Regions from separate parts of the Mus musculus genome. Here region 2 is linked to region 1. A link is a contact called in public promoter capture Hi-C data. All regions are on one chromosome and are shown on one strand. The core of a region is the stretch at or near the end of the contact, and the rest is flanking DNA. Distances in the headings are between cores, read along the strand shown.

Region 1 (5,624 bases), core at 2,458-4,957:
ACTTTATTGGATCATGACCTCCTAACACAGATCTTGACTCCTACAGTAGCCTAAGCAACCTCCCCCAAGCCCCAGTCCTTAGAAAAGGCTCAGAGACCTTTGAGCTTATTAAATGGTAAATTCTGCACTTTCCAGCATGCTGACCTTCTCCAAGCTGCCAATGCCTGAGCCCCTGGAGACACACCTTATCTTGATCCACCAGTGTCTTCATCTGCTTTGTTTACTGATCTGCCTCCCCCAGTCTTGCGCATGGCAGACTGGCCAGCAGTAACGATGCTGCAACAGGATCCTTCTGCACACGTTTATTGGGAGAGCTTGATTGCAGAGCCGAAGACACCCCGAGCCCAGAACTGGTGCTGCTTATATAGGCCTAGGAGAGGCGTGTCTCACACCCGGATTGGTTATGCACTACGCCTCATTTGCATGTTCCTCATCTGATTGGCTACTCTCTCTCTCTCTGTACCTCACAGAGACTCATTATCATACCTCATTTGCATGTCTCACATCTGATTGGTTATACTCTCAAAGCCTCATTATCATACCCGGGCCAGGCAGTGTCTTTGCAAAAAACTTTACTGCATATGTACACATTGGTTGTTTGTCCAAACTTATGCGTGGTGGCCAGCAGTAGTCAGTGCCACTCTGCAACTGCACATGTGGCTTCCCACACCCCAGCCCCTGGAGCAGTGTCTAGAACAAGATGGAGGCTCTGCGACTAGAAACTGCCCTGCGGTCTCTGTGGTCATAGGAGATTTCACTTTCACTGATAACTAGTTTCTTTGATAACTATTTAGATTGAGTTGTATGACTCCTTCACTGTAGGTACAGTGTGGTTTCCCTGGCTGCCTTGACTTCTTTCTTCCCCATTGACAGACATTCAGCACAATGGTGATTTGAAAAGATGCTGGAGGATCCTGGCAGCACCAGCCTTGCTGAACCACAGTTCTTCCAAGGGATTTCCTAAAGAGCTGTTCTTGGGATACCCTTAAAGGCTACTGCCTTGTGGGAATATCCTGTGTGCCTAAATCGAGCTTGCTGAGTGTTTGTTTGTACAGGGGCAATCCACCCCTTCATTGTGGATGTGTTGTGCACCAGGGTCTTTATTCAAGCTCAAGCTTGGGCCACACTGTAGTCACTGATGCAGCAGGACAGGAAGGTGAAGCCCCAAGCCCAGTCTCAAGCAAGCATTAATAGAGGCAAGCAAACCAGCAATGGGGTGTCCAGCTTGGCACACATCTGATTGGGGGGCTATTATGGAATTTGTTGCCCTTTAAAATGATTGCCTGGTGCTGGGAGCCAAACTATAAATTTCCATAAGTAAATATCTTTAGGTGCAACTGTAGCGTCTGCCTTCCTCCTGATGGCTGGTTGTTAAGGAGTGACCTGGAGGCTAGTGCTAGGTGCAGGCTTGTTGGTTAACCCGAATTCAACCTTAGGTCAAGTTCTTGAAGATGGGGTCTGAACCCAAGATGGAGCTGGTCTGGTCTCTCAGAGGCAGGCTCCTAAGTTCCCTTTACTGTTAGCAAGCTAGCAAGCAGGGTTCCTCCAAGGTTGCTGCTTCAGTTCCTGCCTCGGCTTCTTCCAATGGTGGACTGTGGTCAGATGCATAAGCCAGAGAAGCTTTTCTTCTCAAGCTGCTTTTGGTTAAGATGTGCCTTGTCTGCTCACTTGTTTCCTGCCGTGACCCCACCCCACCCCACCCCACCCCACCCCACCCTACCCCCGCTCCCCCCCAGCAGCCTTCACTCAGCCTGCCAAAAAATGACCTAATCGTCAACCGTGTCTTGCTAAGGAAACAGCCCTCAAGTGCCTTCCTTGGTGAGGAGGGGTTGATTTCCATCACTCGCATCCTCCCTCCTTCCCACCCGTCTGCCTCTGTTTTTGCAGCTAGAGATCAAGCAGGCAGCCTCATGCTTACCATACATACTATGTAAGCACCCTACTAAAGAACTGTGTGAGTACTCTACTACTGAGCTATGTAAGCACCCTACTATGGACCTGTGTAAGTACTCTACCACTGTGCTATGTAAGCACTCAACTATGGAACTGTGTAAGTACCCTACCACTGAGATATGTAAGCACCCTACCATGGAACTGTGTAAGTACTACTGAGCTGTATAAGCACTCTACTATGGAACTGTGTAAGTACCCTACCACTGAGATATGTAAGTACTCAACTATGGAACTGTGTAAGTACCCTACCATTGAGATATGTAAGCACCCTATTGTGGAACTATGTAAGCACCCTATCACTGAGCTATGTAAGGACTCTACTATGGAATTGTGTAAGCACTCTATTATGGAACTGTGTAAGTCCTCTACCACTGAGCTATTTAAGCACTCTACTATGGAACTGTGTATGCATTTTGCCACTGAGTAGTTATACGTAAGCACTCTACTAAAGAACTGTGTAAGTACCCTACAACTGAGTTATATGTAAGCACTCTGCTATGGAACTGTGTAAGTACTCTACCCCTGAGCTATGTAAGCACCCTACTATGGAACTGTGTAAGTACTCTACCCCTGAGCTATGTAAGCACCCTACTATGGAACTGTGTAACTACTATAACACTGAGCTATGTAAGCACTTCACCATTGAGTACTATACTCCTGGTTCTCAAAACCTTTTAAGCAATGCATTAATAGTCTTTAAAAGACTTACTTTCCCCTACTGCTGCCATGCATGGTACTCCGTCTTGGTTAGTTTTTTGCCAACTTGACCCAAGCTAGAGTAATCTTAGAAGAGGAATATCACCTGAGAAACTGCCTCTGTCCTATCACCTGTGGGCAAGACTACTGAGCATTTTCTGAGTTAAGGACTGGTGTGGAAGGGCCCAGCTCACTGGGGGAGGTGCCACCCCTGAGTAGGTGGTCTTGGGTGGTCTAAGAAAGCAGACTGAGCAAACTATGAGACACAAGCCAGTAAGCAGAGCCTGTCCGTGGTTGCTGCTTCCGTACCTGCCTTGGCTCTTCCAATGGTGGACTGTGATCAGACATATAAGCCCAAGGAGCTCTTTCCTTGCCAGGCTGCTTTTGGCCATGGTGTCTTTATTGAAGCAACAGGAACTTAACTAAGGAACTTAAATAAGACATGCCCAGTCTGCTTGCCTGTTTTCTTGCAGCCCCTCTCTGGCTTCCCATAGCAGCCTTCACTCTGAACTTTAGCTGCTGGGTTGGGGCATGCTCACAACAGAACCTGAGTTTCCATGCTATATGCAGACCCCCTTCCCCCGAACCCCAACTGAGAAGATGCCTCGGTCCATCACATCACCTGTGTGCAAGTCTGTAGAGCATTTTCTTAATGATTGATGCGGGAGGGCTCAGCTGGGGGTCTGAAGTAGGCGGGGCTTGAGTCCTTTCCAGCTGTGTGGAGAATTCCTGCTCTGCACCTGCTGTCTTTCTGTTTCCCTCCACCTGAGCCACCCAGTCCTTGGTCTGCGGGGCCACCTCTGACCGAGCGTTGGGCTCAGGCCAGCGGTCTACAGTGTTTCTTCAGGTACATTCTTTCTCACTGGCTCGGTGGGTGGGTCGGTGGGTCTTTTCTTAGACTCTTAATTTCCAGGGACTAGAGACTGGAAGGGGAAGAGGGGGGAGGAGAAAAAGGAGGGGGAGAAGAGAAGGAGGAGCTGCTGGCAGGCACCAGGACCTTGGAGGGAGGAAGGGAGGTGTAGGAGATGGTGGGGGCAGAGGGGAGGTGGAGGGAGAAGGGAAATGACCAAAGGAGAGGTAGAAAGAAGCGCGGTGGAGTAGAGGAGAGCGGACACAGGGCTGCATTTCTTGAAACTGCTGGGACTCTGAAACCTAATCACCGGGCAGGAGGAGCTTCGGGGCACTGCCCTCCCAGTGGAGGGCACTTCGGGAATGCAGCCGCTCCCACCGCCCGTGCCAGGCCCTCTGGCTCTGCTGGACACCACAGGTTAGCTAAGGGCATCGTTGGTATCTCTGCCGCTGGCAGGCAATTTGGGGACCCGGGAGCTGGGTTACAAGTTTCTAGCAGCTCTAAGAGGGGAACTACCTGCACAGCTCAGGACTCTGGGCACAGGACTCCTTTGGGGTTTGGGGCTGGGACTAGGTCTGGTTTCATGTGGTACAGATCACCTATCCATTGGTGCCTCATCCTTCTCCACACTGACCTATCCACTCTCCCCTTCTGTTTCTGTCCCCCGTGTTATCTTTTTGTTAACAGACCCAAGTCCTTATAAGCGGTTAAATCCCAGACCAACACCTTTCCAGCCCTACTGCATTTCTTTCAGTTTCTAAACTTTTCAGGGAAATGTTTGAAAGAACCAGGGAGCACATCCTGCCTGAGGGGGGCAGGGAAAGGTGCTCAGGGATTTTAGAGTTGGAACCAGCGAGGGCTTCCACCCGCTTCACACCCCAGCCTCTCCATCTCTAATTGTTCCCTTTCCCGAATCAAGCCCGACACAGCTGAAAGCCAGGTCCGTCTGGGAAAACAGGAAACCTGGTGCAAGCTCTGGCTCCAGCCGCTTAAGCATGGGTGCTCTTCTGGGAGGCAGCCTGACCCTGGAGGGATGCGGGCCATTGTTCCTGCAGGGCAGAGGGTGGGGGAGATTTACATGGTGACCCTCTGCTGTGGGATTAAGGGATTAGGTCAGAATGGGTGGGGGTGGCTCTTGATGATCCTTTCAGAACCCCTGGTGATCGTTGGAAACCCTGGTGGAAAAACTTCTGGGTAGTCTGATTGGTTAGTGCTGTTTAATAATAATGATGATGATGATGATGATGATGATGATGATGAAGAGGAGGAGGAGGAGTCTGGCTTCTTTCTGAGAGAGACTGCCGTACCTTCTCTTCTGTAAGGCCAGTTGCTCTGTGGTCATCCGTTCATTCTCCTAGCTGATAGCTAGCGTTGACCAGCAGCTGTTATGTTTCCAGCTGCCAATGCTGTTATGTTAGGGTGACTTGGTTTACACCTGAATTTTCTTCTGATAAGAAACTCCAGACTTTGAAATGGTTTGTGGGAGGTGTTTGTTTTTATTGAGACAGAGTCTTAAAAGCAACTAAAGGTCTGCGTGGCTCCAGGCTGTGACCATTTTATATCGACCCTTCTTTGCTTACAGCTTGGCATGGTGCTATATATAAAATCAGAACCTGGTGACTGAGCAGTGCCTAGCTTGGTCTCTACTACAGGACCAGCCCTCATTGGATCTCCTAGGCTGGTCTCAAACCCCCAGGCTCAAATGACCCTTTTACCTCAGCATCCTCAGTACTCAAGACTATAGACCCAGGCTATATTTGACCCAGAGGATCGAGCTCACTCGGGATTTCTGGCCCTATAGATAGCAAGGTCATAAAGACGAACCCTGCTGGGTCTTGTCCTCCAGGCTGAGGTATCTCTTCCCATGGTCCAGCACAGAGGATGGCCTGTTGTCCATCAGTGCCTGCACCTTCTGGGTGACCAAGTGGAGCTATGAGGACCTTGGGTCAGCAGTTGTAGCCAAGATAGGCAGAGGCCTGGGAAAGAGGACAGCATTTAAAAATGAGGGGTGAGGTGGGGATGGGTGGGCAGAAAGCAACCAGGTGGTGTGCTGAGGTGTGTGGGGAGTGCATACCTGGGATGGAATAGACAGAAACACTAGACAGTTAGGAGAGTCCCCATGGCC
Region 2 (6,211 bases), core at 1,988-4,487, 490 kb after region 1:
AAAAACAAATGAACGTAGGATCCCCTGAGTTTCCAGCTCTCAGCTTCCTTGTAGTTTAGCTCGTGCTCGTCAGGGTTAGTAGCAACTTTATTTTGATCCCCAAATTACCAATCAAACACTCCCTTAGCAAAGACGTGGTAAATGAATTTCTCCATGAAAAACTTAATTAATGAAGCATCTTTATTTCAGTATCTTAAATAGTGGTGAAGAAGAAATATTCAACAATGAGTGTGAATACGCAGCCAAAAAGAGGAAGAAGGAACATTTTGGAAATGACACAGCTGCTCACAGTAAGAGTGTTTTCATGATAAGTCTAGACTTTTACGTATTTAATGTATATGCTACCACAATGAATTGCACGGCAGTGCTCTGTGAGGCACAGGGGCGGAGGTGTGCGCTCACACACTGTGCTCAGTGCTGCCCATGTGTCTGGGGCAGACTGCTGACAGCTCAGCTGTGTGCTTGGTAAGGTTTATGCATCAAACATGGCAAGCCTGAGGCTCATGTCTGCTTCTGAGTGGCCAGGTATGGCCCTGTGCTGAGTTTCTTTCTGAGCAGGAAGGCCCCTAGGAGGGATTGTCTAGATGTGGGGACATGGAGAGCGAGCACAGGAGCCAGCGCTGGGCAGAGCTGGGACAGAGGGCAGTGGTGGAATGGTAGACGGGCTTGAGGAAGTTCTGTCACAGCTCTGCCCACCTTGGCACATGGCACGAGTACCTGTTAAGGTGAGAAGAAGGTGGAGCCATGTGAAGCAGCTTCATGGTCTTACTCATGTGCACCATGTATGGCTGTCACAGGCGGTAAGACCAGGACCTTCTAGTTGGTATACAGTGACACAGAGATAAGGTAGGATTTCTTAAGCATTTATACTTTGGTACAAAAATAGCAATTTTCTTCTAAGTTAATAAAGTATGGTAGTGTCAAAATTAATAACTTTTCATGGACAGGAGTCTAAGTACTTCCATGATATTAGGGAATAAAGTGCATTTTAACACTTATCCAAGCAGAGGCATCTCTTAGCTGGAACAGGGAGTCAATGTTAGCATGCCCTGTCATCAGAGTGTCCCTAAAATACTGAGGTTGAGATGACTTTCCAGGTTTTAAAGACATTTCATCTTTGTTCTAGGTTTTTATCGTGAAAAATGGATCTACGTCCATAAGGAAAGCACAAAGGAAGTAAGTGTGCATTAAAGGAGTGTGCAATGTAAGTAAGTGAGTAAGTGTGCATTAGAGGAGTGTGCAATGTAAGGAAGGAAGTGTGCATTAGAGGAGTGTGCAATGTATTGTTTCTGTTGAGTATGCCACAGGGATTAGTCATGTTATAATTCATAATTATATTCATTAGCAACATGAGGTCACCACAAATGCCATGAGCCCCTCCTTCCACAATGCAAAGTTGCTCATGGGAAGCTACATCGAGGCTGGCTCTGCAGAACGCTGTGGACTTTTATCTGTATGTGATTGCTAAGCTGAGTCACTCTAAGGGTGCAGTTTTACATTACACAAGTATGAGGTTAGGGTTAGTTAAATGTTCCAGAAATGGTAATATCTTTTTTTTTTAATTTATCACATTTATTTATTCAGAGTGTGTGTGTGTGTGTGTGTGTGTGTGTGTGTGTGTGTGTGCGCGCTTACCTGTTATGGTAGGGATGGGAAGGTCTACTTGTAGGAGAACTTGTAGGCGTCAGCTTTCTCCTTCTACTGTAGGTCCTGGGACTTGAACTCCAGTTGTTAGACTTTGTGGCAGGTACCTTCCCAGTGATGTCTTTAAACTATCTCAGCTTCCTAGAAGATACTTGATTGTGGGAAAGAAAGCTTACTTGGTGATGGTTACTGTCCTTAAAGTGGTTGTCCAATGAGTCCAGTCCTTGACATACATACTACTGAAAGACTGTCAGAGCTAACCTAATTGTACAAAGCCAAGCTCAATTAAATATCGCCCCTACTTTGTGAGTCGTGTGGATTCCATCTGGGAAAAGCAACAAGGGGAGGTTGTTAGGAGACTGCCAGGGTGTCCTGTGACTTCGTGGGATGGGGTCTGATGTTAGGAGATTGCCAAGGCATCCTGTGCCATCCTTCATCCCTGTAGTGACCCAGGTCGTTGCAGACAGGTGCTCCTGAGTACATGCTAACCTTGTACTGTGTGAGGGTCGTCACCGCGGAGAGATGTCCTCACCACCATAAGGTTTTTCCTTAAAGTGAGATATACCTCAGATTCTACACTGTGCTCTACCCTTTGTTCCCCACAACTCCACAGCAGTGCTTGGTGTGTTGCACACACTGAGAAAACGTGGGTCTCAGTGTTTCCTGTGAGTGTGTGGTTGGGTTGTACACGTTAGGGCTGTTCTTAGAGCTGTGTCGTCTCCCCACGCGATCAACAGATCCGTTGCTGTCTCCACTGCTCCTCAGCAGCCCTGGCAACCTTTCACTCAGAGTCCCCTGTGGTTCCTTACTGCCCTGCAGCTCACCTGCCCCCAAAACTCTCAACTGGAAATCTGTGTAGTGTACGTATTTCAGATGCAGAAGGAAGGTTTTAAGATCTGTCCTGACCTGAGGTGAAATCCATACAGATCGATACAGAAAACAAAAGAGATTTCAGACAGAATGCCAATAGTTTACTTATATTTCACCCTTGATTCCCAGACCTCTGTATCTCATTGTAGTAGTTGGCTTTTGGCGTGCTCAGCTCACATGATCCCAGCTTGGGTCATATACCCTCAGGCCTGCTCACACCTGTTTTTCAGAGATGCCTCCGGTTGCCAGTGGCCCCCGTAAGGCTCACTCCTTGGTGGTTGGACACATTTCCAGCAGAGCAGTGAGAATTCCCTGCAGAGAATTGCTCCCTGAGTGTGTACAGCACCAGATCCCGAGGCCTCCTGTCCTCCCACCCCCTCCCCCTTGTCCCCAGCAACAGAAAGCAGAGTGGAGTTTCACTAGTACTCACTCTAGCAGCAATGTGAAAAACTGCCGTGCCTCCTGTCTCAGTAACACACAGTTGGCTTACGTTTAGTATTGCTGTCTTTGCTCTGTTCTCATTTATGTCTGACATGGGTTTTAGAACTAATACAAATACCTTTCACTAGAGGCTTTTATGCCCTAGCCGGTGTCAGATGTTGACTGACTTTCCTTGGCTGGCTGACGTCCCTGCCTGTCTGATGTCTTGTAGAGGCATGGCTACTGCACCCTGGGAGAAGCCTTCAACCGGCTAGACTTCTCAAGTGCCATTCAGGACATCAGGAGGTTCACTTACGTGGTCAAAGTAAGTGGTTCTTGCGGAAGCAGCTTTGATGACTCCCGAATGACTAGTTTGAAGGTTACAGGTATGAGATTACATAACGGGTCACCTGTCTATGTACAGAAAGGAAAGGGACAGCTCAGGAGAAGATATGGAGGGGGGTTGCAACACTTAGGTCACAGTTGCAAGTCCCAGAGGCCACAGGAACTAAGACATTGCAGGGTCCTTTTCTTGGAAATGCCTCCCACGTTTGAGCTCATGAGGACCCCTGATGGTTCCACATGCATGTTCCACTTCTCGTGTTCACCCGGAATGAGCCTTGTTGTATACACAGGAACAACTGGCCAGTAGACAAGAGGATTTCATAAGGACTAGAACTCCAGAAAGTCTCCCTGCAGTACTGACGGCTGTTGAGGAGTTTCTGCCTTGGGCGATCTTCAGAAGGGCGAGGTCTTTGCTGTGATAGCTCTCATGCAGTTTGCTTTTGTCTGTGGCTCATCCACGCCACTGCATTGTGGGTAAAGCACCAGTCAGGCTTCACACCGGCCGGCCCGTTCCCAGTGCTGCCAGAAGACTCTCACTGCCTCCTAGGCGGTTAGAAGTGTTGCTGCAGGACAGAGATGTGAGACTGGATGGCTCTTGACCTCCGCTAGTGTGATATGTAATGTGTGATTCTAGACAGCACGGGTGGGTGCAGGCGAGGCAGCCACGGCGTCTTCTGGTGTCCAGTGTACACAGGGCAGTGGCCCCTGACCTCCTGCAGGGCATCCAAGTCCGCTGCCCTGGTGATGGACCTTGTTTAGGAGTGGAGGAGTTAAGCATCCAGGGAGGACACAGGCCAGCGCTCACAGTACCAGTGCTGCCAGCTCTAAAAGACCTCTGTAAATAATCCTCTTTACAAAGTAGAAGTGACAGTGACGGGGGCTGGAGAGATGGCTCAGTGGTTAAGAGCACCGACTGCTCTTCCAGAGTTCAATTCCCAGCAACCACATGGTGGCTCACAACCATCTGTAATGGGATCTGATGCCCTCTCCTGGTGAGTCTGAAGACAGTGACAGTGCACTCATATACATAAAATATAAAATAAGTAAATCTTTAAAAATAAAACAAAACCAAAAAAAAGTAGAAGTGACTTATTCTGTTTCTAAATAAGAAGTTTTCTTAAAAGAGTCAGGACTTATGCCTATTCAGAAGATAATTAACCCTGCCCTGCTGGCTGGGTGTCAGCTTCCTGGTGCTGCGATGAAATACTCTGACAAAAAGCAACATGAGGGATGAAGGGTCTTGTTTCAGATCACAGGGAGCTTTGGTGTGCCACTCACTGTGGTGGCAGCGCTGGGCTGGCTTGTGTGTCCTCAGTGGTGGCCGCCCTGGGCTGGCTCCTGTGTCCTCAGTGGCAGCAGTCCTGGGCTGGCTCGTGTGTCCTTAGCCCTTTGGTTCCTTCTACACTTGTTTGTTATGGTTGGAGGTTGTTGGGTTTGAGCAAATGCTCCTTCTGTGTTTATTGAGAGGATTGTGAGTTTTCCTACACTGTTAATGTGCATGCGGCTGACTGGTTTCCCATGAGAAATGGCTCCCTTCATTTTAGGAGTCCTGAGTGGTGGTGAAAGGCTTGCTGTGCAGCTGGTTTCTGTGTCCTGGAATTGGGCAAGGGAGCAGATTTTAGTATGGTTTGTTTGTTGGTTTGATTTTTTTTTTTTAAATAGGGTTTTGTCCTGTAGTGGCTTGTTGATTTTGTCTTCTAATTTGCTTTTGGTCAATACCAAATATGCAAGTCTCATGGTGTGCATTTGGAAGACGTCCTTGCCTTCTTGGAATGTTTTGAGAAGAAATGGCATTGGTTCTTTACATGTGTGGTAGCACTCAGCGGCAGAGCTGTGTGACCCAGGGTGTTTCCTTGGGAACCCTTGTCACACTGCCTCAGTCTTGCTGTCCACCACAGCTCTGTTGAGGGTCCGTTGTGCTGTGAGGCATTCTCCGGCTAAGATGAGAGCAAACTATGGTCCAGATGTTATCCCATGCCACAGAGCTGTGGAAGGGAGGAGAGACAAGAAGGTGACAGGTTTGTTGTGACTTGGAACAGGCAACTGACATAGCTGGATGTTTCCTCTGCAGCCCGAGAGGGCAAGAGAGTCATGTAGTCATGTATTACAGAAGTGCCTTATGAACAGAAGAATGGAAGCCCTCCTGAGGAGTTTCTGTAAGTTATAAAGACATGTCAGAATTAAGCCAAACCTTTACTGTATCAGTAGACGCTAACAAGTTGGTGAAGTGAATGTTTCTAGTTTGGGTCAAAAAGTATCCCAGCTCCAAGTCATGCATAGTAAATCCCCAGGATGTAGGAACCTGATGTTGGGAAAGAGAGTGGGAAGATACAAGTAAGAGCGGAGAGGAGCGGAAGCAGGGGAGGACACAGCAGGCCCTGTGCAGAGCCAGCAAGGCTCAGTGTGTAACAGACGGTGGTTGTGCGGCCGCGGGAGGCACCGGCGGCAGGGAGAGCCCTTGTCTTTCCATCATGGTTGGCGTCACTTAGATCCTCACATTGATCTTCCTTGGTTCCCTGATTTTCTTCAGTGTTTGAAGTGGCACCTGAAGAGCTTGGGTGTGACAATCTTTTAAAATCTCAACTTAGAAGGAAGCTTTTGACAGTGGGTCAGAGCATGAAGGAGCGTGTGGAGAGTCTGCTAGTGACTAGGACCCTCGCAGCTAGGAGGCCGAGTGTCTATTTATCTCACCGGCCCATAGCGGACCTGTGGAGACTCTTGAGCAGCACAGAAAGCAGGTCTCCTTACCTCAGGAGCTGGAGTCGTCCCCACCATACACAGAGAGCAGGCCTTCCCTGAAACCACCTTACTGGAGTCTTCATATCAGTGCATCTCACACCGAGCTCCACTGGGTGACCACGGTGTTTCCATAGTTAACAGGCGGCTTAACGTTTCTCTTTTTTCTTCAAGCTACTGCAGCTAATTGCGAAGT

The links. Promoter capture Hi-C pulls out the DNA fragments that hold promoters and counts their contacts.
Region 2: a promoter capture Hi-C map of the 3T3-L1 cell line shows a contact between it and region 1, with 5 times the contacts expected there. The contact joins the enhancer-like site here to the promoter of Tmem255b in region 1. A contact is called at or near these places in 12 of 39 promoter capture datasets (the 3T3-L1 cell line, the C10 cell line, the SN4741 cell line and 7 more).

The regions. Positions count from the first base shown.
Region 1 is chr8:13,431,752-13,437,375 of GRCm38.p6, forward strand. Tmem255b (transmembrane protein 255B) reads left to right here and starts at 3,708. Exons shown (of 9, transcript NM_001143671.1): 1 at 3,708-3,916. The coding sequence starts at 3,862.
Region 2 is chr8:13,920,759-13,926,969 of GRCm38.p6, forward strand. Fbxo25 (F-box protein 25) reads left to right here. Exons shown (of 10, transcript NM_025785.3): 3 at 190-290; 4 at 1,127-1,176; 5 at 3,167-3,259; 6 at 6,190-6,211. Among named protein-coding and RNA genes, the nearest start is that of Fbxo25, 16 kb to the left of the region's middle. Within about 2 kb of position 3,238, at least 5 of the 459 cell types and tissues checked have an H3K27ac peak or open chromatin away from gene starts, as enhancers often do.